Regions from separate parts of the Mus musculus genome. Here all the other regions are linked to region 2. The links are chromatin contacts, called in public promoter capture Hi-C maps. All regions are on one chromosome and are shown on one strand. The core of a region is the stretch at or near the end of the contact, and the rest is flanking DNA. Distances in the headings are between cores, read along the strand shown.

What was found. Promoter capture Hi-C pulls out the DNA fragments that hold promoters and counts their contacts. Capture Hi-C pulls out chosen DNA fragments and counts their contacts.
Region 1: a contact with region 2 is called in a promoter capture Hi-C map of liver, with 4 times the contacts expected there. The contact joins the promoter of Sgta here to the promoter of Prss57 in region 2. A contact is called at or near these places in 3 of 39 promoter capture datasets (hippocampal neurons and liver).
Region 3: a contact with region 2 is called in a promoter capture Hi-C map of pre-B cells, with 3 times the contacts expected there. The contact joins the promoter of Pias4 here to the promoter of Prss57 in region 2. A contact is called at or near these places in 4 of 39 promoter capture datasets (the C10 cell line, hippocampal neurons, neutrophils and 1 more), 1 of 115 datasets of contacts at active chromatin or transcription factors (astrocytes) and 2 of 9 other capture datasets (adipose tissue and liver).
Region 4: a promoter capture Hi-C map of hippocampal neurons shows a contact between it and region 2, with 4 times the contacts expected there. The contact joins the promoter of Rrp1 here to the promoter of Prss57 in region 2. A contact is called at or near these places in 5 of 39 promoter capture datasets (embryonic stem cells, hippocampal neurons, liver and 1 more), 1 of 484 Hi-C or Micro-C datasets (embryonic stem cells) and 1 of 115 datasets of contacts at active chromatin or transcription factors (stem cell-derived neural progenitor cells).
Region 5: a contact with region 2 is called in a promoter capture Hi-C map of liver, with 12 times the contacts expected there. The contact joins the promoter of Cactin here to the promoter of Prss57 in region 2. A contact is called at or near these places in 4 of 39 promoter capture datasets (the C10 cell line, hippocampal neurons, liver and 1 more) and 1 of 9 other capture datasets (liver).
Region 6: a promoter capture Hi-C map of embryonic stem cells shows a contact between it and region 2, with 4 times the contacts expected there. The contact joins the promoter of Agpat3 here to the promoter of Prss57 in region 2. A contact is called at or near these places in 4 of 39 promoter capture datasets (embryonic stem cells, hippocampal neurons, liver and 1 more).
Region 7: a contact with region 2 is called in a promoter capture Hi-C map of adipose tissue, with 2.4 times the contacts expected there. The contact joins the promoter of Mrpl54 here to the promoter of Prss57 in region 2. A contact is called at or near these places in 3 of 39 promoter capture datasets (cranial neural crest, hippocampal neurons and liver), 1 of 115 datasets of contacts at active chromatin or transcription factors (astrocytes) and 2 of 9 other capture datasets (adipose tissue and liver).

Annotation. Positions count from the first base shown.
Region 1 is chr10:81,058,615-81,061,858 of GRCm38.p6, reverse strand. It overlaps Sgta (small glutamine-rich tetratricopeptide repeat (TPR)-containing, alpha), which reads left to right and starts at 1,588. Exons shown (of 12, transcript NM_001358550.1): 1 at 1,588-1,731.
Region 2 is chr10:79,787,256-79,790,486 of GRCm38.p6, reverse strand. It overlaps Prss57 (protease, serine 57), which reads left to right and starts at 1,502. Exons shown (of 5, transcript NM_001042710.1): 1 at 1,502-1,644; 2 at 2,976-3,129. The coding sequence starts at 1,545.
Region 3 is chr10:81,166,264-81,169,420 of GRCm38.p6, reverse strand. It overlaps Pias4 (protein inhibitor of activated STAT 4), which reads left to right and starts at 1,701. Exons shown (of 11, transcript NM_021501.4): 1 at 1,701-1,736. The coding sequence starts at 1,710.
Region 4 is chr10:78,411,156-78,414,580 of GRCm38.p6, reverse strand. It overlaps Rrp1 (ribosomal RNA processing 1 homolog (S. cerevisiae)), which reads left to right and starts at 1,538. Exons shown (of 13, transcript NM_010925.2): 1 at 1,538-1,761; 2 at 3,095-3,177. The coding sequence starts at 1,629.
Region 5 is chr10:81,319,160-81,322,612 of GRCm38.p6, reverse strand. It overlaps Cactin (cactin, spliceosome C complex subunit), which reads right to left and starts at 1,510. Exons shown (of 9, transcript NM_027381.2): 1 at 1,167-1,510; 2 at 1-175. The coding sequence starts at 1,402. It overlaps Pip5k1c (phosphatidylinositol-4-phosphate 5-kinase, type 1 gamma), which reads right to left. Exons shown (of 18, transcript NM_008844.3): 18 at 2,639-3,453.
Region 6 is chr10:78,350,284-78,353,549 of GRCm38.p6, reverse strand. Agpat3 (1-acylglycerol-3-phosphate O-acyltransferase 3) reads left to right here and starts at 1,850. Exons shown (of 10, transcript NM_053014.3): 1 at 1,850-1,923. It overlaps Gm40709 (a long non-coding RNA gene), which reads right to left and starts at 1,067. Exons shown (of 3, transcript XR_871856.3): 1 at 623-1,067; 2 at 1-386.
Region 7 is chr10:81,265,325-81,268,568 of GRCm38.p6, reverse strand. Mrpl54 (mitochondrial ribosomal protein L54) reads left to right here and starts at 1,643. Exons shown (of 3, transcript NM_025317.2): 1 at 1,643-1,796; 2 at 2,762-2,918. The coding sequence starts at 1,679. It overlaps Apba3 (amyloid beta (A4) precursor protein-binding, family A, member 3), which reads right to left and starts at 397. Exons shown (of 11, transcript NM_018758.2): 1 at 250-397.

The DNA of each region.
Region 1 (3,244 bases), core at 339-2,838, 1.3 Mb before region 2:
ACAGAGATCCTCCTGCCTCTGCCTACTGAGCGCTGGGATTACAGGCCTGTGCCACCATGGCCCACCTGGAATTCCATAAATTTAAGGTCAACCTGAGCTACATAGTAAGACATGGTAAAATGAAAATAGGAGAGATAGTTCAATGGTTAAGAGTACATATTGCAAACTGGGTAGTGCAGTTTTAGCCCAACCTTGCCTACGGTATGAGACCCTGTCTCAAAGAAAATAAAAAAAGTAGAGTACATACAGCTTTTGCAGAGGGCCTGAATTGCACTGCACCCAACTCTAGCCTTGGGGATTCCATGCCCTCTTCTGATTTTTATAGGCACTGTATTCCCATGCAGACACCCACACATAGACATCCACATAATTCAAAAGTAAAGATAAGTTGGTTTTATTTATTTTTATTTATTAATTTTTTTTTTGGTTTTTCGAGACAGGGTTTCTCTGTATAGCCCTGGCTGTCCTGGAACTCACTTTGTAGAGCAGGCTGGCCTGGAACTCAGAAATCTGCCTGCCTCTGGCTCCCGAGTGCTGGGATTAAAGGCGTGCGCTACCACGCCCGACCTGTTTTTATTTTTATTTTTATTTTTTTATTTATTTTTGGTTTTTTGAGACAGGGTTTCTCTGTGTAGCCCTGGCTGTCCTGGAACTCGCTCTGTAGACCAGGCTGGCCTCGAACTCATCCCGAGTGCTGGGATTAAAGGCGTGGGCCACCACGCCCGGCTCCTGTTTTTATTTTTTGAGACAGGTTTTTCTGTGTAGCTTTGGCTATCCTTTGTAGACAAGGCTTGCCTCAAACTCACCGCGATTCCCCCGCCTCTCCAGTGCTGAGATTAAAGGCGAGCACCACCACTGTCTGGCTGCTAATCTTTGTTTTTCTTTTAGGCATCAGAAAGAAGTTGGGGTGTGCAAAAGATAAGTTTGTAAATAGGTTTTAAATATAAAAATAAGTGAAGTAGATTGTTTAGTGGTTAATCACACTTACTGCTTTCACAGAAAGTGGGATATGCCAGTTTCCAAGATGGGCGAAGTGGATGAAGAGTTCCGGGCCAGGCTGGGCTCGTAGTATTGTCATTTTAAAAAAAGGAAAAAGAAAAAAAAAATTACGAAAACAGGGGGCTGGTGAGATGGCTCAGCAGGTAAGAGCACTGACTGCTCTTCCAAAGGTCCTGAGTTCAAATCCCAGCAACCACATGGTGGCTCACAACCATCCACAATGAGATCCGATGCCCTCTTCTGGTGTGTCTGAAGACAGCTACAGTGTACCTACATATAAAAATAAATAAATCTTTAAAAAAAAAAATTACGAAAACAGAACCAAAAACTTCATAGCATCAGTTAGTGGCTTTGATTCAGATTTGTCTTGCTGAAAGCAGCTAGATCACGTGACAGACTCCATACCACGTGGTCTGCCTTGGTGCCTCAGGGGTCCGCCGCCGCCCCACCGTGCTTTAGGCCTGACCCGCTTGGTGACTGTCAGACTAACTTCCGGTTTTCCTGATGCCTCCAGAGGGCAGTTTCCATAACAACCAGCTTGTGACCCCCCTCTTCGCGTGACGTCACTTCTGTTTTAGAGCGAAGGGTGCACTTGAGCGCATGCGCAAAAGGAAACCTACACAGGAAATGGTTTTTTTCTGCGCAGGCGTCTTGGTCCTGAGGGCGGAGCTTGGCTGCGCCGCGGTGCGCAGGCGCAGCCGTCGGTGGGTCGGGTCTTCGGTCGACTGAGAGGTGAGGCTGGGGGCTCCGCCGTGCCCCGTATGGGCGTCGGGGGTCTGTGGGTTTAGCTTCGCTGTGCTCGGGAGCCCCTGGGACAAAGGTGGCTTGTGATCCGGACTTCTGCTCTCTTCGGGGTCACGTGAGCGGGCGGCGCAGAGAGGAAACTGAGGCAGACAGCGTCCCAACCCACCCCCACCCCTCGTCGCTTTTTCTCACGAAAAGGTCAGCGTTTAGGTGTGTGTGGGGCGGATCTCAGTTTTCTCGGGGCCCCTAAGGTCTAAGACCCTCTTACATTGCCATTCCTCACCCTGGTGACCTTGCTTAGCCTGTTGCCTGCCCACAGCCTCAGTTTTCCTCTTCTGTACAATGGACGTTGTCACCATTGTCTGAGCAGTTGTGGGTGCTCCTTCCCATTGGGAGGGTGTGTTTGATTTTGGTGCCAAAGGTAGGTAGTGTGTGGGTTTGAAGGGCAGAGGGCCAGCTGTGCATGCTAGGGCAAATAGCTTGACCTCTCTGAGGAGGAGTTTTCTTAAAACAATGGTAAGGCAGGTGTGCTGACACATGGGCAGAGGCAGGAGTATCGTGGGACTTCCATGCTAGCAAGGACTACATACTTTGTCTCAGAAAACGAAACAACCAAAAGCAAAGACTCGAGCAAATAGTCTAGAACTTTGGTCCACAACCTATAATCCAGTCTTTCAATTGAGAGGGGGAGACAGCTGGATCGCGGGGAGTGAGTTCAGGCCCAGCCTTGGATACCTAACACGGTGGAGGTAGCTGGACCACAACGTGAGACCCTGTCTGAAAATGAAATCGACATAATTAATAGTTTGTTTGTTTTGAGACAAAGTCTTTATCTGTCTCTGGCTGTCCTGGAACTCACTATGTGAGCCAGGCTGGCCTCAGCGCCACCTCTGCCAGGACTGTAGGTGCCACCACCTCATCTGGCATCATAATTAACGTAAAAAGGATGTCAGTCTGGGCCCGTTTAGTTGTAAGCTGGGCTTGCTGGCTGTCATCCCAGCTTGTAGGAGGCTGAATCGGGAGGATGGAAGTGAAGTTCAAGGCTATGTTGGGCTACATGGTGAAATCCTCTTGTCTCAAAAGCCAGGTTGTAGTGGTGTCCGACTTTGATCCCAGCACTCAGGAGGCAGAGGCAGGAGGAGCTCTCAGAGTTCGAGGCCAGCCTCTGGTCTACAGAATGAGTTCCAGGACAGCCAGGTTGCAGAGTGAGACCCTGTCCTGAAAAACCAAAACCAAAAATGAAATGTTAGCAACAACAAAAACAAAGAAAGTCAGTTGAAATTGTTATGTCTCTGTGTCTGTCACCTGGACATTAATTGTCCTAAGGTCCATTAGCAGAGGTCTGTTAGCCTCTGTGGTGGCTGGTGAAGGCACACGTTCCCCACCAGTTGATTGAGATGACTTTCCTGTTTTGTCCCTCTGTGGTCATTTATTTGATCAGTCTTTCCTTTTATTGGTCATTCTCATCCACAGGGACAGTGTATGGGGATGTTTGTGATCG
Region 2 (3,231 bases), core at 253-2,752:
ACATGCATGCAGTACCCACAGGAGCCAGAAGTGGGGACAGATCCACTGCCACTATGTGAGTGCTATCAACCAAACCCAGGTCCTTTGGAAGAGTAGCCAGTGCTCTAAACTGCTAAGCCTTCTCCCCAGACCTGCTTTCTGTTTGTTTGTTTGCTTGCTTGCTTGCTTTTTGTTTGGCAAGGACTCACTCTGTAAAACAGGCTGGCTTTAATCTCAGAGACCCATCTGCCAGTGTCTCCAGAGAGCTGGAGTTAAAGGTATGCATCCTCTTCAGGCTTGGCTTTCTTTCTGTCCTTATCTCTGTCTTTGTCTTCCCCTCCCTCTCTGTCTCATTCCACCTTCACCTGTTTCTGTTACTCTCTTATGTTCCTCTGGCCCTGGCTCTCTGGGGTCTCTCCCTCCTTCCCCTCCTGCTCTGTGTCTGGTCACTACTACCTTCCTGAGCCCTGGCTCCCTCAAAGGCCAATGGTGCAGAGCTTCCCCCTGCATCCTCAGTGGGGGATGGAGTGACCCTTTTGGGAGGTTGTTGCTAAGACAACAGTGCCTTCTCCTGCAGGATGCCCTTGCTGACCCTGAGCCCTCTCCCCTTCCTGAGCTGTCTGGGACCACTGTGCACCCTGAGTTCACCCAAGCCCCTCTCTGCTCTTAGGTACCTACCATTTGCATCAGCCCTGGGGTGGGTCCTACAGGCCAACTAGGGCATAGCCTGTAGCAGACTTAATTAAAGCTGCAGCATCTGCTAACAAGCATGGACCAGTACAAGCCCAGCCAGTGTGTGCTCTGGGCTCCATCTCACAACCTAGGGGAAGCTTATGTTCCCACCTTACGTGGGTCCATGGTAGACAACACCTGTGGCCTTAGCACTTGGAGGATAGAGGAGGGAGAGGCAGGCAGGCGTTCAGGGCTATTCTCAGCTGGATAGCTAGTTCAAGAGCGTATTGAATTAGAGGCCAGATAACTGAACTTTCTCTCCCAAAGGTCCCCACCACGAGGAAACCCAAGCCCAGCACATATCCTGATGGGTGGTCTCTGGACTCCAGACCTTAGGGTCACTCTCTGCTATGTCCCCAGTTCTTCCAAGGAAGTATGGTATACAGTAGGACCTCAGTAAAAGCAATAAAGTCAGCCCAACTCAGAGCCCTCCCCAAAGAACTAGCTTTATGGTCCTCACTGACCTCAGGTTCATGATGGGGAAACTGAGGTCAAGGGTCAAGGTGCTTGCTCCTGGGCTACCTGGCTGGGGACAGACAGATAAGCAGAGTTGGTGCTTCCAGGATGACTGTCCCCTGAGAAGGTCTGAATGCGTTCAGTGGCCAGATAATCTAGTAGGAAGGTACAAGGGGAGTTTGAGCTCACAAACCAATCTTGTTTCTAAACTTCTGGGTTTTCATGAGCAGCACAGTTGGAGACAAGAAACAGTAACGTGGCCTCCCCTGATTTCCAGAAGTGCCTGCTCCACCTTCTGACCACAGACCACAGACCCGGAACAACTTTCTGGACTGAACCGTTGGGTGCCTCCTGCACCTGCAGACCTCACCAGAAAGATGCCATCCTCTACAGCTATGGTGCCTGGGACAAGAGGAGGCTGGCACTGTCTGGTGCTGACTACAGCAGCTGCCCTGACCCAGCTCATGTGGCTCCCTGGTGAGAACTCCAAATGGCCATTAGACCCTACCCAAGGTGACCAGGCTCCCACACAGGATGCACGTGTACTCTTGCTCAGGCAGGAGGCTATGGGGTGGGGGTGGGGCAGCCAGTAGGGACTTCAGCCACCTCAGGTACAAGATCGTGGAGACTGGGCTTCCTAGCTTTTGTTTTGTTTTGTTTTTATTTTTGTGTGTATTAGTGTTTTGCCTGTATGTTTGCATGCCTGCAGTACCTGGAGGAACCAGAAGGTGGCATCAGATCCCCTGGAATTTACAGTCGGTTCCAACAATCATGTAGATGCTGGCATTAGAATCTAAGTCCTCAGTAAGACCAGCCAGGGGTTTTAAATAACGAGCCATTTCTCCAAGCCTCCTATTTTTTAAAAATTACATTTATTTATTTTGAGAGAGTACATGTAGATAGTGCTTGTCACAACCAGTGGAAAACTTGCAGGGGTCGATTCTGTCCTTCTACCATAGGGGTTCCTGGGATTAAACTCAGATTGTCAAGCTTGGTAGCATGTGCCTTTGCCTGCTGAACCTATCACAGGCCCAAAAGGTCTCCTAGCCTCAGTCTTTAATTATCTATCTATCTATCTATCTATCCATCCATCCATCCATCCATCCATCCATGTCTGTCTATCTGTTTGCTTTCAAGACAGGGTTTCTCTGTGTAGCCCTGGCTGTACTGGAACTCACTTTGTAGACCAGGCTGGTCTCGAACTCAGAAATCTGCCTGCCTTTGCCTCCCAAGCACTGGGATTAAAGGTGTGCCCCACCACTTGGTCCCCTCTATTTCTCTTAAGTAAAGTGGGTTTCTCGTGGTCCAGGCACCTTGAAATAGCTGGGCAGCTGAAAAGGGAATCACCTTGAATTCCTGATCCTCCTGCCTCCACTTCCAGAGTTCTGAAACAGCAGGCCTGCACTGCTACACCATGCTTATGTGGTGCTGAGGGTGCCTGGGACTGGCTTTGTCTGTCTGTCTCATCTCTGTCTCTGTCTCTGTCTCTGTCTCTGTCTCTGTCTCTGTCTCTGTCTCTGTCTCTGTCTGTCTGTCTGTCTGTCTCTCTCTCTCTCACACACACACACACACTCACTCTTAGGCGAGGTCTCATCATGTAGCCCTGGCTGGCCTGTAACTCTCCATGTAGACCAGGCTGACTCTGAACCCACAGAGATCCTCCTGCCTTTGCTTCCTGGATGCCTCCCTCTAGGTTTGCCCCTTCCTCTCAGCCCAGCCTCCACCCCTACTCCCTGCCAGGGCTGTGCTCCATTGCCCTTGATTTACCTGTCCTGTCCTTGTCTCTCACATTGCCCCACCTCTTCCAGGTTGCTGTGGGTCCTACATTGTTGGAGGCCATGAGGTAACGCCACATTCCCGGCCCTATATGGCCTCTGTGAGCTTCGAGGGCCATCACTACTGTGGAGGCTTCCTGATTCATACCCATTGGGTGGTGTCAGCTGCCCATTGCTTCAGTGACAGGTGACATGCTGGGGCCACTGAGGGATAAACTTAAGGCCATCAGGAAGCCAGGATGTGACACAGACAGGACCAACTCTCTACCCCCACGCCCGGGCACTTCTG
Region 3 (3,157 bases), core at 452-2,951, 1.4 Mb before region 2:
ACACACACACACACACACACACCACACACACACACACACCACACACACACACACACACACACACACACACACACACGAAAGACGACCCGGATGTGCACTGCACCGGGCCAACTGGGCTCACACCCCACCACACACACACACACACACACACACACACACACACCACACACACACACACACACACACCACACACACACACACACACACACACACACACACGCAAGACGACCCAGATGTGCACTGCACAGGGCCGACTAGGCTCACACCCCATCACTACAGGGCCATGCGAGCCCTACACCTGCCAGCTGCCGCTCGAAGGGAACAGGGACACCTGCCCGGCCGCATTCTGTTCATCCCCAACCCTTCTCTTCATCAAAATGCAACCGTAAACATGAGCCATAAAATGCACCAGAGCAGGAAGCACATACACCTTTAAGACCACCCTCCCCACGTGGGCGCGGTCCAGTCCTCCCAATGAAACGGAAGCAAGGGGCGGTGCCGTTCTCGCTTAAAAACCCAGAGCGGGGCTAGAAGTGAGCGTGGCCCCAGTGCAAGCTTCGAAAATTTGGGGGTTGGGTGGGGCTTGTGGGTAGTTAGAAAGCCAAGGAGGGCCCCTGAAATGGTGATCGCCCAGAAGTCTATTAGGAGTTCGATCCACAGAACTCATTTTGTGACACCTGGTTAAAGGAGAAAGCAATTCCAGCAAATTGTCCTCTGATGTCCACCTAGGGGGCTTGGAACGCGCGCACCCACACCTATTCGCGTTAGTCTCTAAACCTGATGACCTGAGTTCGATTCCCTGAATCCATATTGTGGAAATATACAAACCCCTTAGATTGTCTTTGGACGATCAAAAATTGCGTGTCTCCCCCAGTATATAAATAAAACAGACCACAGAAAAGTGGGCGTAGCCTTGAGCCAACAAATAAAGAAGGAAAAATGCAGCTAGAGGGGCTTCTGTGCCCTAAAGAAGCAAGGCTACGCAGGGCTTGGTTATGTTCATCTTTAATCTCAGTTCTCCGGAAGCAGGGGCAGGAGGATTTCAGTGAGTTTGAGGCCAGTCTGGTCTACAAAGCGAGTTCCACAGAGCCAGGGCTACATGGTGAACCTGTCTCAAAAAACAAAAACAATTTTTAAAAACCCACAACTGTTGCCACCGCAAGCCAATTTGAAAACGAGGCAGGGGGTTCGGCCTGTACTCTACAGAAAAGGTGGGGCCAGTAAGAGAGGGAGCAGGGCAAAGGGTATATGGTTCAGGCACTAGCTGGTTCATCCCTGCTACCTACACAGTGGAAGGAGAAAACCTAATTTCCTAGACTGTTTTGTGACTTTCACATATGTACACACTAAATAAACACAAAAATTTAGCGGTTCTCTAAAGCAAGAGAAATGAGGCGGCGGGAAGTGCTGCTATTTCTTTAAGCAGCAGACTCCTCCCCAGAGTGGGCGTGGTAGCGGCCAGCGCCTTGAAAAATAACCGTGGGGGGCGGGATTTGGCAATTGTCCGTTGTGATTGGTCAGATCCTCGGGCGGGGTTCCTGTAGGCGCGTGCGCGTGATGCATCCTCCCGCCTCTCAGACGCGGGGGCGTGGAGGAAGGAGCCAGCACTCGCTTTTACTGGCTCTCGCGCAGGCTCCGCCCTTTAGTCGAGGGCCCTCACGTGACGCGACGGCTGGGGCCTCCCGGCGCGGGGGACGCTAGTGGCCAAGATGGCGGCAGAGCTGGTGGAGGCCAAAGTGAGTGAGCGAGAGTGGCTCCGGCCGGGACAGGCGGGTGGCGGAGTACGGACCGCTCCTCGCAGGGAGCTGGGAGGGCGGGGTGTGGCGGCGCGGGCGGCGAGGGTGCGACTGGGACGCGGGCTGAACCTGCGGGCGGGGGGCGGGGAGACCGGGGGCGGGGTCGCCAGCTCCCTCCTGGGGTGTCCCCGCCGTCTACTGTCACTTCTCTACTGACCCTAGCAGGGGTTCCCACAGTGTGGCTACACAGCTTTCCCGGTGCAGGCACTGTCCTCTCCTTTGGGTTAGCTCTGTTGGGACATAACTGGGGGTCCTTCTGTGGTCTGGGAAGCCGAAGGAATGCAAAGTGACTTCGCCATCAGGTTTCCAAGGCAACGAGTAGGACTCAGGTCCGGGTGCCCCCCCTCTTTCCTCCCCCACAGGCCTGCATGGGGAAGGTCTACAGGGATTGCCACAAGTCCTCTGATTCTCGGGGCTCAGACTGACACCTTCTGACTCCAGACTCAGGCCAACTATAAGTGCCCAAGTTCATTTTAGAGACTCAGCCCTCGAGTCCCGCTCCCCACTTGTCAGCTCTGGGGTACCTCTTCACTTCAGCCTCCAGTGATCCTGTCTCACTCTAACCCATCTCTAACCTGTGAATCGCCTTGTAGAGTTTCTCTGCTGCCTGGCATACTGGACCCACCACCTCCTTGTTATGTGTTCCTCAGATTGATCCTCACAGGACACCTTGACTGAGTCCAGGGGAACATTGTTTAGACTTGTTCCCCCATTTCTGCATTAAGGTACCAGGGCTCTGACCTGACTTGAGTCCCCATTAAACCCTCTTGAAGTACAGCTTGGCTTAGCCTACATCCAGTTCTGCTCTGTCTCCCTGTCAAGGTTCCAGCACACTTGTCCCTCCAGAGTTATTGGAGTTCCTCAGTCCCCCTCAAGCATCTTCCCACCCATAAGATTCAGACTTGCCCCCCCCCCCCCCGTTTTTCTGCCTGCCTTGTGACATGGTCCTTCCCTCCCCACTGGGACCCTTAGGGTTATTCTAGAGGATCTGATTAAAAGGTGTCGTCCTCACCAGGCATGGTGGCACACCTTTAATCCCAGGGGTCTGGAGACAGAGGGAGGCAAATCTCTGTGAGTTTAAAGCCAACATGGTCTACAAAGTGAGTTCCTGGACAGCCAGGGCTCCACAGAGAAATCCTGTTTCAAAAAATCATTTAAAAAAAAAAGTGCAGCTGGGCGTGGTGGCGTACGCCTTTAATCCCAGTGCTCGGGAGGCAGAGGCAGGCGGATTTCTGAGTTTAAGGCCAGCCTGATCTACAGAGTGAGTTCCAGGACAGCCAGGGCTACACAGAGAAGCCCTGTCCTGAAAAACCAAAAAAAAAAAAAAAAAAAAAGTGTACCCCTCTTTCTCACCATTTACT
Region 4 (3,425 bases), core at 289-2,788, 1.4 Mb after region 2:
TCCTCCTAGTTGGTACATAATAAACAACCTGAGGTTCCAAGTTGCAATGGTAGTGAGTGTCCCAATCAGAGTGCTCACACCTAAGCTGAGCCCACCTTTTCTGTCTGTGTGTCTGTCCTGTATTTCTTTACTTCTCCCAGTTGGGGTTTCAGTACTCAAGCCTAGCAGGACTTGGCATATACACATATGTATAGGTGGATATATTTACTGTGTGATGTGTAAGTAGAGTCTGACCATTAATATTAGTAGTTTAAGATAGCTTGCCTAGGGCTGGAGAGATGGCTCAGCGGTTAAGAGCACCGATTGGTCTTTCAGAGGTCCTGAGTTCAATTCCCAGCAACCACACAGTGGCTCACAACCATCTGTAATGGGATCTAATGCCCTCTTCTGGTGTGTCCGAAGACAGTAACTGCGTACTCATATAAATAAAACAACAGCAACAAGAGATAGCTTGCCTAAGTCAAAGAAACTGGGTTGACTTTAAAAAGCGTGGCCATAACATTGATGTAGTCTATCAAATTTTTTGTTATTCAGTAAATTCTGATGTTATAGAAAATACAGAATTGTCTATGTTCCTGTAATAGTGCTTAGACATGCCCTCTCCCACCCCAGTTGCTTATTCCTCTTCAGTCAGACTTTCAACAACCATCCCTCCCATTTTTTCCAGCATCTAGCTTTTCAAATACAGCCACCTTCCTTGCCTGACACTTTAATCCTGGGCTTAGCTGGCCTATGGTGTAGCAACGAACTGGCAATGTTATGGTACCACTAAGTCCAAACGTCCACTGGTCTTGGAAATTTCCCCCAGCAAGTCATCAGACTTCTGGTGGTCTTGGGCACACCAATGAAACCTGTAATTGTTTTGTATTCTAATTTGACATTTCAGCTCTTGGGCTATATGGAAAAATTTTCCCAATAGTGTCCCAAACGATTGTCACCACACATTTCATGAACCAGGGCACACTCAAGTTTTGCACACTCACTGTGCTTTCTATAGTGTATTTGCCTGCCTACCTTCATGATAGGTACCTGCACCCTGTCCCATAATCTGGATCCTGACAGCCTTCTTGCTTTTCTCTTTCCAGGAAAGTGGATGCTCTACAAGAGGCTTGGTGGGGTGGATTTCCCTGAGGACTAAGGTGTTAGGGATCAGGTAAAGTGTTTCGGGTAAAGCTCGTAGTTCTCGGCGTTGCAGGGTTCATGCACACACCCAACCTCCCCCCACCCACACCCCACACCCCAACATGGCTCAGGATGCTGAGCCAAGGGCAGCTCCACGCAGTCCTGCTAAGTGTTACAGTTGAGGACAAGCTGGGCCACATCACGATCTTCTTGTAATACAGCCACTCCTGCTGCAGTAAAGAGGAGGGCGAACCCAAGACAATGCTTTAACCTTTTCAAGAATCAGAGATGCCCTAGGCTTACACCAGACCATCCTCCTCCCTGCAGGGTGCAGTTGCGCCTCTCGGCCACTGAGAGGCGGTAGCGTACGCCAGCATCGTCCAGGACGTTTGACGTCTAGCTGGGTTGTGTCGCCTCAGTGTGACGTTCAGTGGTGACGAGCGCGTGTCGTCACTCGAGCGCCCCAGCGGAAGCGTCGAGTGCGTGGTCTCAGGGTTCTCCTCACCATGGTTCCCGGAGTGCCGCTCCCGCCGGAGATCCAGCTGGCGCAGCGCCTGGCGGGCAATGAACAGGTGACGCGGGACCGCGCGTTGCGGAAGCTGCGGAAGTACATCGAGGCCAGGTCGCAGCGGGCGACAGGTACGCGGGCGGGAGGGCAGGCGAGCTCCGCTGCGTGGGCCCCGCAGGATCCGGCCTTCGTCTGCTGTTCTACTGGCTTAGGCTGACCCGATCGGTCTGCCCGCTTTTCTTCCTTCTGTAGCTTGCTGGTGCTCTTCCGCCGGCCTTTACTGGTGTCCCGTGTTCTTAAAGGTGTGTTCTCGACACCCCGTTCCCAGGATGTCCTTTTGCAGAGCGGTTTCTGTGCTTCTGGTCCTCAGTGAGCGACCCCTTTCAGCAGCCTCCGCGTCTCTTGGATATCCCTCCGCAGATGCAAATTATAGATTCCCTGAGCAGTGGTTTGGCCGAGGTCACGGCTGTATGCTTTGGGAAGTGTCTCAAGGCAGTTTTCCACGCTCTAGTCAGAGAACCCCAGCTTGGGGAATGCGCTTCGCCAAATGGTGGCGATGTCCTTTGCTTTTGGATATCCCTCCGCGGATGCAAATTATAGATTCCCTGAGCGGTGGTTTGGCCGAGGTCATGGCTGTATGCTTTGGGAAGTGTCTCAGCGCAGTTTTTCACGCTCTAGTCAGAGCACCCCAACTTGGGGGATGCGCCTCGCTAAATGGTGGTGATGTCCTTTGCTAGCCGGAATGAATAACTTTCACCATTTAATCTCCGAAATGTCATAGTATAGCTACAGTTCCTTGGTCTGACACTGGCTTAATTAATCACTGCATTAACAATGGGCCATCTCCCGGTCCCGAAAGTGTTGGGTTTCTTTAACTCTATGGGACTGATACCTGCTTGCTGGTGCATGGAGTTACTGGAGGGTTGGGGGGAGGGGCTCCTCCAGGCACCGTTATGGCAGTTCTGTTGGAGAATGTTTTGAGGGCGGGGCTGGCTGCCCAATCATATTTTTTTAAGGTTTATTTATTTATTTAATGTATATGAGTACACTGTAGCTAGCTGTACAGATGGTTGTGAGCCTTCATGTGGTTGTTGGGAATTGAATTTAGGACCTCTGCTCGTTCCAGTTGGCCCCACTCACTGAGGTCAGCCCAGCTCGCTCAGTCCCTGTTCCGTCTGGCCCAAAGATTTATTTATTATTATAAATAAGTACACTGTAGCTGTTTTCAGACACCCTAGAAGAGGGCATCAGATCTCATTAGGATGGTTGTAACCTACCGTGTGGTTGCTGGGATTTGAACTCAGGACCTTTGGAAGAGCAGTCAGTGCTCTTACCCGCTGAGCCATCTCGCCAGCCCCCAGTCGTATTATTGTTAAGAGTAGTTCAGGCAGTCATGTTTCCTTCCTGGCTCGGGAAGGTAGGTTCCAGGGCTCACTAAGTCTCACTGTTGCTCTTGTGATGCAGGTGGTTTCACTCCAGATGAACTGCTAAAAGTATGGAAAGGACTGTTTTACTGCATGTGGATGCAGGACAAGCCCCTCCAGCAGGTGGGTGCCTGGGAAGGTAGCTGAAGAACCCTCACAGGAGTTGGTGGGGGACTGAGGGGCTTATGTTTAATCCTCCACCCCACCCCTTAACATAGCCAGCACTGACTCCTGCTGTTTATAGAGAAAGTGATGTTTCCTGCATAGTAGGTCTTTTTTTTTTTTCCATGTGGTTGCTGGGATTTGAACTCAGGACCTTTGGAAGAGCTATTGGTGCTCTTAACCACTAACCCATCTCTCCAGCCCCATAG
Region 5 (3,453 bases), core at 261-2,760, 1.5 Mb before region 2:
CGCTGATGACCCCGGGGACCACGAGCGCCTGTGACCCTTACGGGCCCAGGAGCCCTGAGCCCGCTCCTCACCCGAGTCAGAGCATGAGGACTGGTTCTGTGAGTGCCATCGGGGTGGTCGAAGGCTCTGGCTTCGCCTCCTAGACTTCTGCCGCTGCTCTCCTTCCGAATCTGACCTGTGGGAAGGACACATCAAGACCTGTTCAATGCTGGCTGCTGCTGGGCACCATCCTAGGTGCTGAGGTACTTGCCTAGAATTCTAGCCTCACCGGCCTGTAAATCACATTGCTCCCCACATGAGCTAGGCTGTCCTTCATAGTAGAGCTACACAAGTCCCAGGGCCATAACAGACAATACAGCAAGAGAAATGAAGGTTAAAAGTGAGGGAGTAGTTCTTTTTTATGTAGTTTTTATTTTCTTTTAATTTTTGATTTTTTTCGAGACAGGGCTGGCTTCTCTGTGTAGCCCTGGCTGTCCTGGAACTCAGAGACCCTCCTGTCTCTGCTTTCTGAGTGCTTGTTTTATTTTAAATATGACATCTACAATGCTATCAGGTGGGAACTCCCTCTACAGCCAGGCTGGTTCTTATCTGTCTCCTAAGTGTTGGGGTTACTGGTGTGTACAGTGCCGTCAAGTCCTGCTGAGATGACAGGTAGAAGGGATGAGAAATGACAGACGAGAGGCCCAATAGATGGACTCTCTGACAGCCCAGGAACCACGAAAGAGGAATACCACCAGGTAGTATTTTGAGGACATGAGTTCGAATCCCCAGTACCCACAGTAAAAGATAGATGTGGCTGTTCGGGCTTGTATCTCCAGTGCTGTATGAACGGTGTCCTGATTAGGCTTTGGTCAACTTGTTAGAAGTACTGCCAGTTGAGAAGAAGGGCTGTCAACTGAGCAGAATTAACTATGAGGAAATGCAAAAAACCTTAACTGTGAGGCAATGGCTTGTAATCCCGAGCATTCCAGAGGCTGACGCAGGAGGCCAGCCCGGGACAAGACAATGTCTATGAATGCAGAGGTGGCGAGTGGAGTCATTCGGTCCCCTATGCTCATGGCCCGCGGTCCCCGGAAGTCTCCTTTGCCCCGGCGCAGCCCGGCATCTCGGATACTGCCCCGCCTGTCCCTCGGCTCCCAGGCCCGAGCAGCCCCCAGGACGCTCACCTGCGCCCTCGGCTGCGCCGCTTGCGTTCGCGCCGCCGCTCGTGTTCCCGTCGCCTTCGGCTGCTCCGCCCATGGCTCCGGCTCCGGCTCCGGCTCCGACTCCGACTCCGACTCCGACTCCGACTCCGGCTGCGGCTCCGGCCCCGGCTTCGACTCCGCTGCTTCCGACCCCTGCGACCCACAGACCGTGAGCGCGAGCGAGAGTCCCGACCCATTTGGCGGCCCGCGCCGCGCATGCGCGCGCGTAAACAACCAGGAAGCTTGGCGCCGGGGGCTTTCCTTTGGCGCGGCGCTCTAAGGACTGTCCAAAGTGCGCCTGATCACAGGGAATGACTTACTCCCTCTAACCGGGACTCCAGGGACAACATAACCCGAGATTTCTCCGGAGTTCTCAAGCTGGGAACACATAGTAGATTCCTAACGGGACGCCGTTAGAACTAGCGGATTGACGCTCCATTCATGCAGTGAAGGAGACTGACCTAGGTGGGCCCTCCCTCGCGCCCTAGGTGACCGGCGAGTAGCGTGCTTAGGGAGGCGGAGCTACGAGGCGGTTGTTCCAGGGCGGAAGAGGCGCCTAGTGGGCGGAGCCTGCACTTGCATGGGCAGTGCCCTAGGGGCGGAGCCTAGTAGAGGAGCTTATGGGGAAAGAATAGGGCTGGGTTAGGCGGGGCTTACGGAGATCGACAACTGTAGATCGGGAGACCCGGCCGGGGACCTGCGCTGGGCGTGGCCTGAGAAGGAACGCAAGAATGGCGGTTACGGGAGCCGGGGTGGGCGGGGTCTGGTAAACTAGATTGACAGGCGTAGACCAATGGGCGGAGGAGTGCATATCAGGATTTGAGAGGGTGGAAGAGGGGCTGATTGAGGCAAGATTGACATCTGTAACTACGAACTGTGAATGGGTACGGGCAGGATATGTAGTCGAGAGTGGCCGACTGAGGAGTGGGAGGAAGTAGAGCGGCGGTGGGCGGGACCTTGGGGGCGAGATGGACACATTGGATCTGAGGGCGGGGCCAATGAACCCAGAAACTGCGCTTAGGGGTCTTGCTGGGCTTGGAAAAGGACGTCAAAGGGGCGTGGCTAGAGTGGGCGGAACTTAAACCTGCAGGGCCCGGTGTACTTCTAAAAATTGAAACCCGGAGACCCAAGCGCTCGCGGGAGTCCTCGGTTTCTAGGGTAGCCTTGTAGCAACCGGTTCCGAGCTAATAAAACAACAGGACATGAACAGACAGTCTCTGGCTGACTCCAGGACGAGTCTGAGTACTACTACGCCCGCCAGCTTGCGTACTGCGCTCAACTTGTGGCTAATCTATGGATAGGGAAGTTTAGGCTTGGAGAAAGGAAGTCATCTGCGAATTGGGATTCATCATGTGGGATCCAGGGAGGGTTTAGAGCGGGGGAGACAAAACACGTGGTGCCCACCCTTCGCCTGCTCTCCCATCGCACGCACGCATAAGTCACCGGAGAGGAGCTGTTTCTTATTAGAGATTTATTACAGATCTCAAAAAGAGGGGCTGTGACAGGTGGGGCGGGGACCTGGACTGCATACATTTGCCGGCTGCGCTGGAGGGACAGGCCCCTCTGGTTGGTGCCAAGAGGACACTGTGCTTGGATTGTCAAACACCAGACCACATAGGCTGAGGACGAGGGATCCCAAGTCCTGATGAGTAAGACACACGAGGTTTGTAGTTTACAGAATGGATTCAACAATAAAAACAGGATTGGGGGGAGGATGTGCGATGCGATTTTTAACCACCGGAGAGTGGAGCTAGGGGTGAGAGACAAGGGGCTGCAGACAGTACCGTGCCAAGGGACCCCACGGGGAGGGCATATTGCACTGAGGTTGATGTGGGGCTGGACAGGGGACTTGCTGGGATGGCTTGAGGAGAACAGAAGTGGGCCGGAGAGGGCACCTCTTCAGCCTTGGAGGAGCCCCCAGGCCTTACAGTACAGTTCACACACCGTCCACGGTGGGGCAATAGTGGCCGTTGGAGAGAACAGGATGGGGACACGATGGGGAGTCACAAAGATATTTACAGATTCTCTTTTGAGAGGGTCTCATGTAGCCCAGGCTGGCCTCCAACTGGTTACAGCCAAGGATGACCTTGCATGCCTGCTTTCTGCCTCTACTTCCCAAGTCAGGGACGGCAGCTGTGTGCCACCCCATCTGGTTTCTGCGGTGCTGGGATGGAACTCAGGGCTTACGCAGCTGGGTGAGCTCTGCCCACTGAGTGGTAGGGCCAGCCCTGGGAGTTTTATCTTTTGGTCTCATTTCGCTCTGTAGCCC
Region 6 (3,266 bases), core at 601-3,100, 1.4 Mb after region 2:
GGTAGGCAGCTCGCCCTGTGGTATATGGCCTAAGTCGTTTTCAAGTGAACTTGGAAAATAGGGCTTGGATCCCAAGGCCTGAGCAGGCAAGAGGCCACACAGGTTTCAAGTGGTGTGCAGATGGCCTGGTCCTGATGCAGCATCTGAGCCTGCACAGTCCTTCTTGGCCTGTTTTAGGATCAGTCCCTTGCCTGGTGAGGGAAGGAGACTCAGGTGGCTGTTGGTCCTCAGATCCGATGACTCACTATGGACGGAACAGGCTTCTTAGAGAAGAGGGTCCTGACCTTCTTCTGACCCAAGGCTGACCCTAGGAAGACCCTGGACTAGGTTAATTGAGGTTTCCTCCTGGATTGGTTGTGGATACAATGTTGCTAGTCAGTTGCCAACTATAAATAAATCAAAGGGTACAGCACGTGGGAGTGAAAAGCGATCCTGGTGCCTTACCAGGCACTGGGGACAATCCTACAGGATTCCAGGATGGGATCCTTACTTGGGGGCAGGATGGGGTGTGTGTTGGGAGTGGGGTCCAGGAGGATAAGGGAAATGGGGTCTAATTAATTGGCGGGGAACCCCCAAATTTCCAGGCGTCCCCAGGAGGACTCAGAAGGAAGGGGAGTCTAACCTGAGCCATCAAAACATCCTGGGTCTCAAGGGGACCTCCGGGACTGGGAAGGGGTCTAGGCTGAGGCTCAGAATGATTTCAGGAGGCTGAACGGAGGCAAATCCAGGCTGGGCCTAGGAATATTCCAGTTCTTGGGGGAGGCAACCCAGGAGGACTCCAGGGAACCATCGGGGGTCCAAGTACGGCCCAGGAACACCCCGAAGAACTTCAGGGGGACAAGGGGATCCAGGCTGGGCCCAGGAACACCGCAGTACCCCAGAAGGACTTCAGTGGGCTAAAAGAGGGGATTCAAGCTGGGCCCAGGAACACCCCAGTGGGACTCCGGAGGACCGCAGGCAGCTGAAAGGGAGTCGGACTGGGTCTAGGAACATCCCGCTGGCCAGGGAGGGTGGAGGCTGCTCCCGCGGGGCGCGCCTCGCGTCCCCTCCCCCGCTTGCTGTCCGTTGGCCGAGGCGGTCGCCGCTGCGCCGCGGGCCGCGACTCCTCCCCCGCGCGTCGGTCCGCGCGTGTCCCCGCGTCCCCGCGCCTGGCGTCCCGCGCCGGCGGAACTGTGGGATCGCCGCGCACAGGAAGTGGCGGCGGCGCCGAGGCGGAGGGCGGCGATGGGGGCCCGGGGCGGCGGGCGCCGCACTCGCTGAGGCCCCGACGCAGGGCCGGGCCGGGCCCAGGCCGCGCGCGCCCGACGCGAGAACCGCGACCAGCAGGTGGAGTGCAGGTGAGCCGCGCCGAGCCCGGCCGAGCCGCCGGAGGTCGTCCCCCGCCCGCGGTCGCCGGGCCCCGCCGCAGTGGCCGGCTGCGCTCCGCGGGGCGCGCGGCCTGGAGAGCGCGGCGCCTGGAGGCTCCGGGTCCCGCCCGGCCCCTGTGCGGCCTGCCCGGCCCGCCGGTGCTGTGCGGGGTGCGCGGCGGCCTGGGGATGCGGGCGATCGGGTAGAGATGGGGATGCGGGGCCCGACGAGAGGGCCTGGGCGGCCTTGGGGCCCCTCTCCGGGGGGAACCTTGCTCGGCTCCCGGCTCCTCGCTCTGGGGGAGCCCCCCATGCCTGATTTCGGGGCCCTGTGGGCTAGTTTCACTTTTTTGCTTGCTCAACGCGGAGGGAGGGCTGCAGGTGGGACGCCCTGGAGGAAGGTGCGAGGGCTCGGTTGTTGTTGTTTTTTTTTTTTCTTGACTTTGGCGTTTGAGACCAAAGGCCGACTGTGAATTTCCACGTTTCACTCAGGCGCTGGGGTCATTCAGTAACCAGAGCCTCTGGAGGAAAACACCTGTCCACGGTGGGCCTGGAGCCCCGGAGCAGTTGACCCCAGGTACCTACGACAGGAGGATTGTGAACACTTAAGCTGGGTGGAAAATATATTCAGGTTTCCTTTTTAACTTCGAGAGAAGTTTAGGGGCACAGGGAAATGATTTTAGAAATGGCCTTTCAAACCTAACTTTTTAAAGCAGTGTGGAAAGTCTTCTCTAAGAGAATACTTAAGAGACTGGGTTCTTCTTCCTGGGAAACGAGAAGGCTACTTGGATTTGAGACAGATTGGAATGACTCGTCCAGAGCCAAGATCTTGGATTCTGGGATTGGACACAGGGTGCCGGTTGGGGGTGCTGGGTTGGTGGCTGTTGGAACTGAGTGGAAGCAGCTCTTTCTGCTTCGATGACATTGGGAAATGGACTGTGCCCCTTTCAAAGGGGTCTCTGTGCACTTTGATCACTCCCTTACTGTCCCTTCCCCTTATTAGGTAAGCAGGACTCCTTCCAACTTTAGGATTTAGCCTATAAGATTGATTCCTAGTATCACACTCTGTGCTTTGTAATTACGTTGTTTCCAAAGGCAGTTACATGCAATGGCTTTGCCAGCCTCTCTTTGGTCTTGGTGGCATGTGCTCCTCAGCATGGCTATGTTCAGCAGGTGGATGTCAGCTGGATGTCTGACCTAACTCAGTCTGGACCTACTGGAGGCCTTGTGTGTGGCCCCCACCTGCTCTTATCTGTACAGCAGCAGGGCAGAAGGTCTAGGTCTTAGAAGTTGCCTGTGGAATTGGTGGGAAGTGGGTTAAATACAGTGTCTCCTAGGGAAGGAAGATGGGAGGGATGCTGGAAATGAAGGGAGGTCTCTGTCTCACCCTAAGCTGCTCCCAGATAACAGGCCCAGCACCTGGGAAGGACAGTGCCTGTGTGTTCTAGGGGACTGGGGAAACTGAACAGAAAGTAACTGATCTACTTCAGAAGTTACAAAAGGAGCATCTACTGCAGTAGAGGAGTTGTTTACTTCTTTTCTGGGGCATATAGCTGCGACTCTGTGCTAACAGACTCTGAAACACACTGGGGTCTGAGGAGCAAGGCTAGCCACTTGTCCTGGATTATGTCACAAATCTCCACAGCCAGAATTTAAATGAAGAGCAAAGGGACTCTGATTTCCTCCAGCCCAGTCAGGGTAGTAAAAATCTGTATACATCTGTCTCTGGCCCACTTGGAGGCAGGTAGGGCATAGTAAGATCTTTGTATAGTATGGGATGAGCAAAGATGGAAGTTTATTGTTGTTTCAGGAGTTAGAATGGCATCGTTAATCCAAGCTCACTCCTAACAAGTTGGTGCTGGTTAACTGGTCCAGCCTCTCAGAGGATGGAGCTGGTACCAACTGTGTGTGTTCCCTTCT
Region 7 (3,244 bases), core at 394-2,893, 1.5 Mb before region 2:
AAACCCAGGCTCCGGACCCTAGAACTCAGGCTCCAGCCCCAAAACTCAGGCTTTAGGTCGTGGAACTCAGGCTGTTGCCCCAGAATTCAGGCACTGGTCCTGAGAACTCAGCCTCTAGCCCCTAGAACTCAGGCTCTGACCCTTGAAACTCAGGCTCCGTCCCCAGAACTCAGATTTCAGTCTCAGAACTCAGACACTGCCCTTGGGTCACCCACGGGAGCCTGTCCAGTCCCGCACGGCCCGCAGTACCTGTGTCTCCGGCCCGGGCAGGATTGTCCGGACGGTCCGCCCGTCCTTCCAGAAGAGTCAGCAGCTCTCTGGGATCCCAGCTTTGGAACCGGATCATCGGTCACTGCACCATCCAGGACTATTGCGCATACACACTCTCAAACGGCCTGCTGGGAAATGTAGTCCTCGAGTCCGCTCTCTCTCCTTCCGGGGACTCGCCAGTGTTGCAGTATAGATAGTAGAGCTCAGGTTCGAATCCCGAGACTACAAGAACGGAGGCGAGGCTCAAACTGGCTTTTCTTTTCTAAAATCGGGTTCTGCATCACTTCAGAGTGTAACGGCTGAGGTAGGACATGGGCAGAAACCAGGGATGGTAAAGAGAGCCATGACTTGAAAATTTGGAGTGCAAAGGAAAAGTGGGAATGGAAGTTATTGAGGACGGACTTCCACTTTGTATCCCAGTAAGGATCTATAACGGTACAATCTAGACTTGAGTTGACACTGGAATTTGCATCACGGTCCTACATATAGATTAGGGACAATGATAATTCCTAAACTTAACTGTGTGATCTAAAAAGAGTTCACCTGGTTAGGTTTGTTAGCAATGAGTCTAGAAGATTCTAGTACTAGTCTATTTATTCTTGAGAGTCTCATGTAGCCTAGGCTGGCTTCAAACTCCTGATCCTCCTGCCTCAGCTTCCTGTGTGCATCCAGCCTCCATTTCTGCTACGAAGCCCCAATCACCAAACCCCACTTTTTTCTATTAGTGAATAGAACACATACGTATCACTATGTAGAGTAGGCTGGCCAGGAACTCACAGGCATCTACCTACCTCTGCCTCCCAAGTGTGGGGATTAAGCTGGGGTTCATCACTCCCATCATTCTCAGCTACCCATATGTTTAAGCCAAGATCTCATATAGCCAAGGCTGACCTCAAACTTGCTGTGTAGGACAGATCGACCCAAACTCCTGATTCTCTTGCCTCCACCTCCACATCACAACTGACTGTCCTAACTTTTAAGCTTTCAAAAATTCCACAAGGGATATAAGCATGATTTTGCTGTGACATTTAAAGTAAATAAAGATCTAAATACTTGTTGTTGTTGTCGTCATCATCGTCTGAGGCAGGGTTTCTTTGTGTAGCCTTGGTTGTCCTGGAACTCAAGCAGTAGCCAAGGTTAACCTTGAATTCAGAGATCCTCCTACCTGTATCTCCAGAGTACTGGGATTAAAGGTGTGCCATCACCATTTGAACTGGGGGCAAGAATTTAATGAAATATTCTTTGAACGGTCGATAGCTACAGAAGTTAAAATTAGTCGTTAGTCGGGCAAATTTTTTTTTAAAGACTACATTTCCCAGAAGGCCGCGGCGCCTCCAACACCTCCAAAGCCGATCTGGAGGGCTGACGTAACACGGAAGTCTGCACGTGCGAGCGGCCGGCCAGCGTCATGGCGGCCGCCCATCTCCTCCGGGCTTCCCGGGTGTGGGCCCGCTGGCATCCCCGGGCGCTCCCGGTCCTCAGAAGACCTGGAGGATTCTCTATCCGGGAATATGCTAAAAAGCCAGGTGAGTTGGCTCCGAAGGAACCAAAGTGGGTACGGCCGGAGCGCTGCTGGGGAGGTGGGGTTCTGAGGATTGACTGCGCAGGCGCAGCGTTACGGAGGCCAAACGGTGCGTGCTAGCGTAGTGAGGCCTGCGGGTGCGCCGCTAGCCTCTACGCTCAGTGCGCAGGCGCGGCCCTTGTGGGACAGGGCGGGACCAGGCTGGGTGTCACGCTTCAACTTTGAGTAAATCACCAAACATAACCAACATCAACTAAGTTATTGTCATTATTTTAATTTAAAAAGTAATGTGGGTGGGCAGGTTGGTTCATTGTGCAAGGTGCTTGCCTGGAAAGCCTTGAGTTTGATCCCCAGGACCCACATAAGCAGGGAAGGAGATGACCAATCCCACAAGCACTGTGACAGTGTACACACCCGTGATAATCATTATTTAAAATTATTTAAAAATTACGCTTTGAGGCGAACGTGATACCTTTAATCCCAGCAGAGAAGCAGAGTGATCTCTGTGAGTTCCAGGCCTGCCAGGAAGACCCCATCTCAAAAATATTTTTAGTGTTTACTTTTTTGTGTTGTTCCAGGAGAGCTACATCATGACATACCCTGTCTTCAAAAAAAAAAAAAAAAAATGTTGCCAAGTTGGCCTAGAGTTACCGAGCCATCTCTCTCTTCTCAGAATTGGTTTTTTGTTTTTTTTTTTGAGACAGGGTCTTATGACTCCCCAGCCTCAGCTCCAGAATGCTGGGATGCCAGGCATGTGCCACCATGTCAACATCACTGAATGGAAGAGGGGTTGTGTAGTATGGGCTGGGCCTTCAGGGCCCACGGGAGTGGGACAGGTCTGTGCCATAACAAGGGACCCTGTTATGCATGGAGAGAGCTGGGGCTGTTGGTTGTTGGAGGCCACACAAAGGAGGGTTGAAGGAGGGCAGAGCTGGGCAGGCTGAAGTGTCCCGTTCTCTCACTGTGCAGTTGGCAAGGGCGGCAAGGGCGGCGTGGCCGCTGAGGCCCTGAAGGACCCCGAGGTGTGCACAGACCCCACTCAGCTCACCACACATGCCATGGGGGTCAACATCTACAAGGAAGGCCAGGATGTGGCCCTGAAGGCAGACTCCGAGTACCCCACATGGTGAGTGTACCACACTGCATAGGAATCCTGACACCCAGCCTTCAGGAACATGGGGCTCCAGGATAGCCCCCTGAGGCCTGCTGTGCTCGTCTACCCTTGTCATGGGTGGTTCTGGATGCCAGTGAGTACACAAGACCATATGTCCCCAAAGGCTGAAGGGGGCAGCAGGACTCTGCTTCTTGACATTTATGACTGATCCCCAGCTACCCTTGTTCCAGGGACCCAGAGGGTTGGTCAACAGCACAAGTATCCCCTTCCCAGGGCAAGCTGGGAACCAGTTACCTGAGCAGGCAGATATGGTGGGCTACATTCTCAGGAGATTGGGA